Regions from separate parts of the Mus musculus genome. Here region 2 is linked to region 1. The links are chromatin contacts, called in public HiChIP or PLAC-seq maps. All regions are on one chromosome and are shown on one strand. Each heading gives the region's core, a stretch centred on a gene start, on an enhancer-like site or on the middle of the called end of the contact. The rest is flanking DNA. Distances are from core to core; before and after follow the strand shown. Region 1 overlaps Nova2 (NOVA alternative splicing regulator 2). Region 2 holds the start of Six5 (sine oculis-related homeobox 5).

The links. HiChIP or PLAC-seq counts read pairs in DNA pulled down with a chosen protein or histone mark.
Region 2: a contact with region 1 is called in an HNF4G HiChIP or PLAC-seq map of pancreatic cancer cells. The contact joins the promoter of Six5 here to the enhancer-like site in region 1. A contact is called at or near these places in 5 of 39 promoter capture datasets (embryonic stem cells, liver and pre-B cells), 2 of 115 datasets of contacts at active chromatin or transcription factors (embryonic stem cells and pancreatic cancer cells) and 1 of 9 other capture datasets (adipose tissue).

What each region holds. Positions count from the first base shown.
Region 1 is chr7:18,946,698-18,950,054 of GRCm38.p6, reverse strand. All of the region lies in intron 2 of Nova2 (NOVA alternative splicing regulator 2), which reads right to left. Among named protein-coding and RNA genes, the nearest start is that of Gm38952, 9.2 kb to the left of the region's middle. Within about 2 kb of position 1,769, at least 39 of the 459 cell types and tissues checked have an H3K27ac peak or open chromatin away from gene starts, as enhancers often do. A contact at or near this core is called in adipose tissue, embryonic stem cells and pancreatic cancer cells, where this site is marked.
Region 2 is chr7:19,092,988-19,096,344 of GRCm38.p6, reverse strand. Six5 (sine oculis-related homeobox 5) reads right to left here and starts at 1,801. Exons shown (of 3, transcript NM_011383.1): 1 at 927-1,801; 2 at 1-113. The coding sequence starts at 1,708. It overlaps Dmpk (dystrophia myotonica-protein kinase), which reads right to left. Exons shown (of 15, transcript NM_001379257.1): 15 at 2,524-3,357. The coding sequence ends at 3,236.

The DNA.
Region 1 (3,357 bases), core at 520-3,019:
ATCGGTCTGGCTGGCCGGGTCCTCAGCCCACCCCCAGGGGGATGAGGGATGAGGCTAGGTTGCTATGGCAACCACTGAAAGCCTACAGCGCCTGGCCTCTGGGCTTTTGGAGAGGATGGGGGAAAGGTGGGGGGATGGGGGAGGCAGAAGAGAGGCCAGAGTGCAAGCCTAGAGCCACCAGATGGAGGGCTGGGTGTGGGGGAGGGCAGGGGTGTGGCTAGGGAAAGAGCAGGCTAGGTCAAAGGCAACTCTTAAAAAATAGGGGCCAAGAGACTAGAAATGGAGGGTGGGGTTGCCAGCTGCCCTTTCTGGAGCTCTTCCAGGTACTGGCGGCAGGTCTGACCTGGCATTCTCTGTATGTGTGTATTGGGGAAGGGGATAAGAGTAGCTGGGTGATGCTGAAATATATGCACCAGAGGGAAAAGATGATGGGTGACATTTCAATCTGTGTGTGTACCTGTGAGGCTGCCTTCAGGGAGCTGTGAGAGTATCTCTGTGTACTTGGGCAGGGTTGGAGAGATGACCATTCTGGGTGTGTGTCTAAGAGAAAGTCCAGAAGAGATTGCAATAGAAACACACTGTGTCCTGGATTATGGTTTAGCCCCTGCCTAGAATCCCCCAGCGAGGGTAAGTCTAGGGGTGTGGCTCAGTGGTAGAGCACTTGTCTAAAATACCCAGTGAGGGGCTGGGGGCGTGGCTCAGTGGTAGGGCACCTGTCTAGAATACCCAGTGAGGGGCTGGGGGCGTGGCTCAGTGGTAGAGCACCTGTCTAGAATACCCAGTGAGGGGCTGGGAGCGTGACTTAGAAGTAGACTCCTAAAACCAACACTTGCCCAGAATCTCCCAATAGGGGTTATGGGTATAACTCAGTCAGGTACTTGCTTAGTTTGTATTAGTTCCTGGATTCAACCCCCAGCAACACACACACCAAAACAGGTAATATAATACAACGACTGGAGTAACAAGGCTTGAAGTGGGAAGACATTATTAGCATGTAAGCAACAGAGGCTGTGCAGTGACTGAACCCTGTCCACTGGCAGTGTGGGTTTGCATCTGTGGGAGCAAGACATAAGGACAGCGCACCCCTCTAAGTGTTCCCAGGCTGCCTGGGTGATCAGCATGTGGTGTAAAAATATTAGCGTGTATAAACACACACACACGCACACACACACATGTACACACACAGAGGACTCAGTCACCATCCTTTTACTGGCTTGATGAGGACACAGACAGACATAAATGTCTGTATGAGGCTGCTCAGATGGCATGTGCACATTTCCAAGCGTATACACTTTAGAGACAAAGAACCCTCAATTGCACCTGACCTGTGTGTGAATATGAGAGCCTTGGTGTACCTGGGCCTCTTTAACGTGATGTGTGAGCACCTCTGTCCCCGGGAGGGACTCAGCTTGTATGGTCAGCTCCCTGGGTCTGTAAAAGGTTTTGAATGTGTGCCAGGTCCTGTGCCTGTGTGTCTGGGACACTTAGTGCTGAGTGTCTTTGTCTGTGGAGCACTTCAGAGCGGTGTGCCAGGTGTACAACCCTGGCCTGCCCTTGTTATCTCTCAGTCTGGCCCTTTGACGACACTGTCATGGGTCTGGGGTGTCCCTGTCTGTTGGCCAACCGTGATGCTGACAGCTCCTGCCCTTGCCCTCGGCAACATGGTCCTCACTTTTATGTCCCACTCCACCCAAGAACAATAGCTCGGTCTGGGCCAAGGGTGAGTCAGCTGTAGGCTGCCTCTGTCTGGGTGTAAATAGGAAAGGGTGTGGATCAGGCTAGGAATGAGGGTGGGGATGGTGGTGGGGGAGAAGGGCAACCCAGAGGATAGCATGGGAGAAGTGGCCAGGGTCGCCATTTCTGTAGGGCTTCCTTCTAACTCAGGAAGCCTGTGCATACCCACCCCCATGTAGTTCTTTCCCTGGGGTCCAGAAGAGCTTGGTAAGGGGACCCTGTTAAATCCTTAAGAAGTGACCTGTAATAACAGCCGGGGGTTACATAACGCTCAACGCTGGGCACTGTTCTGAGGACTTGGTTTCAGTTTGTTCGCTGACACAGGAGATAGGCCATGGCTCAGCTGCCTTGATGTCCAGCTAAGGACACGGAGAACTCTGGTCTTGTCCCAGATCACCCATGGTACAGAATCATCAGAGACAGTGTGTGTGTGTGTGTGTGTGTATGTGTGGTTCAGGGGACAACCTCACCTGTTGGTCTTTGTCTTTCACTTCATTTGAGGTAGGGTGTCTTTTTCCCCAGTACACAGTAGGACAGACGTAAGTCTCCCACAAACACTTGGAGATTCTCCTCTACCTGCCTCCCCATGTAGTCACAGCAGTGTTAGGATTACATACCCTACCACACCCGGCTGCCATGGGGTCTAGGATTCGAACTCAGGTACCCATATTTGCAAGTTTCTGCCATTTTGTTTTTGCTTTGAAGCAATGTCTTGCTAGGTAGCCTAGATTGGTCTTGAACCTGCTACCCCCCTGCCCCAGCTTACCAAATATTTTGATGACACATATACACCACCATACCTAGTGTGGGTTCTGCCTTCTAAATCTCAGTTCATTCAGTGTTAAATTTGAGACTGAGTTATTAGCCCTATGCATGTGTGGGTGTATGAGTTCACGTGTGTACGTGCGCACACGTGAATGAACAACCATGGGGGGGCATGCACAGCAAAGCCTTTGCTTTTACTTTTTATTTTATTTTATCTTTTTAAATGTGCTTGGCTTAGACTTGTTTTTGAGTGCCTGTGTGCGTGCGTGTGTGTGTGAGTGTGTGTACCAGAAGAGAGAGAGAGTGTGTGTGTATGTGTGTGTGTGTGTACCAGAAGAGAGTGCATATGCCCTGGAACTGGAGTTGCAGGTGTGTGTCTATGAGTTATCTGATGTGGGTGCTGGGAATCGAACTCAAGTCCTCTGAAAGAGCAGCAAGTGGTTTTAACTGCTCAGCCACCTCCCCAGCCCTGAAGCTTTGCTTTTGAAGATTTGTTTATTTTCACTGTAAGCGTGTGAGTGTTTGCCTGGATGGAGGCCAGAAGGGGCTGTTGGATCCCATGGGACTGGAGCTGAGAGATGGTTGTAAGTTACCATGTGGGGGGCTGGGAACTGAACCTGGTTCTTCTGGACAAACAGCCAGTGCTCTTGGTCACTCAGCCACCTCTCCAGCTTTGAGACTTTGCTTTGAAAGTTAAGAAAGAATATGAATAAAGTCATTAGGTAGATGCTTAAGAGTTTGCACTTTGGTGCAGCTATGTTATAAATCAATAACAATTATGAAGATCGCCATACACACACTTGTGTTTTGCCTATGGGAGTCAGGCCCAGAGCTTTTTACACATGCCCCAGCTCTGGT
Region 2 (3,357 bases), core at 552-3,051, 150 kb before region 1:
GGAAGATGGAACTCTGGGCGGGGGCCTCAGCAGCCATGGAGGCCACACCCCTCTCCAGGTCCTCTGGACTGCGGCTGGACTCATCCTCCGTAGTGGGGTTCCCATCAGACTCGCTGGAAGGAAAAAGGGTTACGTCTTTTTTAGGTTTGAAGGTTTCATCGCCCTAGGGGCAGAGGCAACCCAAGCTCCGATTAACTATTTTAGCCCTTCAAAGAACCCACCCAAATCCCAGGGTCTCTACAAGCCTGCTGGGGTTGACAGCGCGGCGGGTATGCTAAGCTGGAGGAAAGTTTTCCAGTCGCCTTGGCCTGCAGCCGAGCACCCAGACTGCCCCAAGTCCCCTGGGTCGGCAGGCGCGTGGCTGCGGAGTGAGGCAGCAGCTTTTACTCCAGTTCTTCCTCACCCCCCACCCCCACGGCGTCAGAGACCAGAGCTAGAGGCCTGGCGCTGAGGTGGGAGGGGAAGGGCTTGGGTTACAGGGAAACCGGAGCCGGAGAAGGTTCACGTTTCACAACAAAGACAAGCGACAGACCACGCTGTTTGGGCTGGAGGGGGCGTGGGGGTGGGTGTAAGTAATGGTTACCGAGGGGCCAGGTTGCAGAGGCCCCAAAAGCGGGTCCCTACCCTGGGTGCCTTAGACAAAGGCCCCTTTCCCTTCCTTACTACCGCTCCTCCAGGGATACCTCACTTTTCTCACTGCCCGTCCCGCCCCCGCCCCCCCCCCCATTCCTGGCACTGCGTTCCCAGCTTAGAAGTAGCTGGAACAACCTCTGCCCCTGAGGCAGTGATGCCCAGAGAACCCAGGGTGTGCCTGGTCTCTCCACGCTCAGCCTATGCACTCGCCGACGCCACCGAAGAGGGATGTGAAGGGTCACTTGCGCAGACTCCAGCGGCCACCGAGGAAGGAGGGTCGGTTCCCCCCTCACCTTTTGCAAGGCGCTCCACCGCCGGTCCCAGTGCGGTCGCGCTGTCGCCGGTTCTTGAACCAGTTGCTGACCTGTGTAAGCGAGAGGCCGGTGAGCGTGGCCAGGCGGCGCTTCTCGTCAGGCGTGGGATAGCGGTTGCCGCGGTAGCAGGCCTTGAGCGCCGCTCGCGAGCGCTCCTTGAAGCAATAGACGGTCTCCTCGCCATCCCAGATGGTCTTGGGCAGAGGGAACTTCTTGCGCAGCCGGTATTTGTCCACAGCGCCCAGCGCACGGCCACGGGCCCGCTCGGCCTCGTGGTAGCGCGCGCGCAGGTAGAGGTCCTGCAGGAAGGCGTGGTGGGCGGCGGGGAAAGGGCGGCTCTCGAGAAGTTGGTAGAGCTCGGCGTATTCACCCCGCTGGAAGGCCACTAGGGCCCGCGCGCGCAGCACCGGATCGCTGCCACGTAGGCGCTCGGCCGGGGGCAGCGCGCCCAGGAAGCGGCTCAAGCGGCCGGCGTGGCCCGCCTGCAGCAGCGCCTCGCACACGCATGCCACCTGTTCGGGCGAGAAGCGAAGGCCAGTGGGCACCTCGGTCACGGTCTCCCGGGGAGACCCCGGGCCACTCGGGGACCCAGAGTCCGCCGCCGCCGCCGCATCTCCCGCCCCGGCCGCCGCCGCCTCCCCCTCGGCTGCCTGCAGAGTCTGCAGAAGCTGGCGCGCTTCCTCCTCCTGCTCCTCGGTCGCCGCCGCCGCCTCCCCCCGAGCCGCGGGCCCCGCGCTCGGCTCCGCAGGCGAGGTAGCCATGTTTGGCAACTTTGGAAAGTTCCTCCCTCCTTTGCCGCCTCCCGCGGGCTTCCCCAGCCCCCTCCTCCGCCCAGTCCTCCTCGCCGCCCCCCCCCCCGGTCCCCTTGCAGTCTTCTGGCCCCCTCCCAAAGACTAGACCCAGCTCTGCACTCGGGTCTGTCCTTGTCCCTGTGTGTCCGCCCCCCTCCCGGGCTGTCAGGATTCTTTGTTTTCCCTCCGTCTCTGGCCGCGCTTTTGGCCTTCCCCCCTTGTGTGCCTCTGACTCAGGGCCTCAGTTTCCCTATCAGAGCAACGGAGAAGGTAATGGGCCGTCCGGAGGGTTAAGGGCGCGAAGCCGCTCCCATCTCCCGGGTCCCTTGAAGGGCCCCCTCCCTTCCCATCTCCGCGCCGTGCTCCGCCCCTCGGAATTCCCGGCCCCGCGGGTAGGCGGTGGATCTAGCTGGGAGGAGGGGCGGGGAATCGCGCTAGAAAGTTTGCAGCAACTTTTCTGGAGTGTCGGTCCAAAAAGCGGATGCGCGTGGCTTGCGCAGGCGCAGTGGGAAGATGGTGTGCCCGCTGCTGGCCCAACCCCCTACTTTTTTCCAAACTTGAGTGGCACAGCTGGGTCACAGCTGGGGGGGAGGGTGGGGGGCGGTGGTGTCTCTGGTGGCTTGTTGCTTCTCTCCTACTGGCTGGATGCCTAAGCCCCACCCTTCAACCTGATTCGTGCGCTTTGCCTCCCCTCTAGCTCCCACTCAAGCCATTGGTTGTCTCTATTGGACTCTCCATTGGCCTGCGGGGCGGTTTCCTTTCCACAACAGAGATATTGCGCGGGATTTAGGGCAGACCAGAAGTATTTTATTCGCAAGGGTCGGGAGTGGAGGTCGTAGGTGGGGACAGACAATAAATACCGAGGAATGTCGAGTCTCAATGCATCTAAAACGTGGGTCCCGGAGTCTGTCAGTGAGTCAGATAACAAGATCAATAAATACCCACACTGCTTTGGGGGAGGGGGGAGTGCAGCTGTGGCTCCGTTGTTAGAGTGCAGACGTGTACACGGGGAAGGAGTTGCAGCAACCCCCAGGAGTGAGGCTGTCCGAAGCCAAAGACTCCGTGTGTGCTGGCAGAGGTCTTGCTGATCCATCACTATGGGAATGGGATGTCCCTGGAAATAGGGGGCTCATGCTTATGGCTTGTAACTGATGGCTGGGAGAGTGAAAAAGTGAAATCGGATGAGCTGAGCAGTTTGCCCATCCACGTCGGGGCTGAGTAAAGCAAGGTCGGCGAATGCCCAGCTGCTGCAGCAGCGGTGGCTACCAGCTCTGCAGGAACCAGGGGTGCTGGGCACGAGCCCTGTTCCTCCCTCCCCGGCCGCCAGGTGGCAGGCCTGGATCACAGGAGCGGAGCTGGGTGGGGACCCAGGCTCACAGAAGTGTGGAGCGGAGCGGTGGGGGGGGGGGGGGGGCGCGATGGGCACAGAGACGCTTTGGGTCGCTCCCTGGTCGCTCGACCTTCCTAGGAGGCCTAAATGAAAGATGGCTTGGAGTCTTAGGGTTCAGGGGGCGAAGGTGGCTCCCGGGAAACACCAGACTGGGGTGAGACCGCCGGTATAGGCCACCAACCCAGTGCAGCCCAGTGTGGCGGCAGCAGCCAGAGCAGCGGCGAACAGG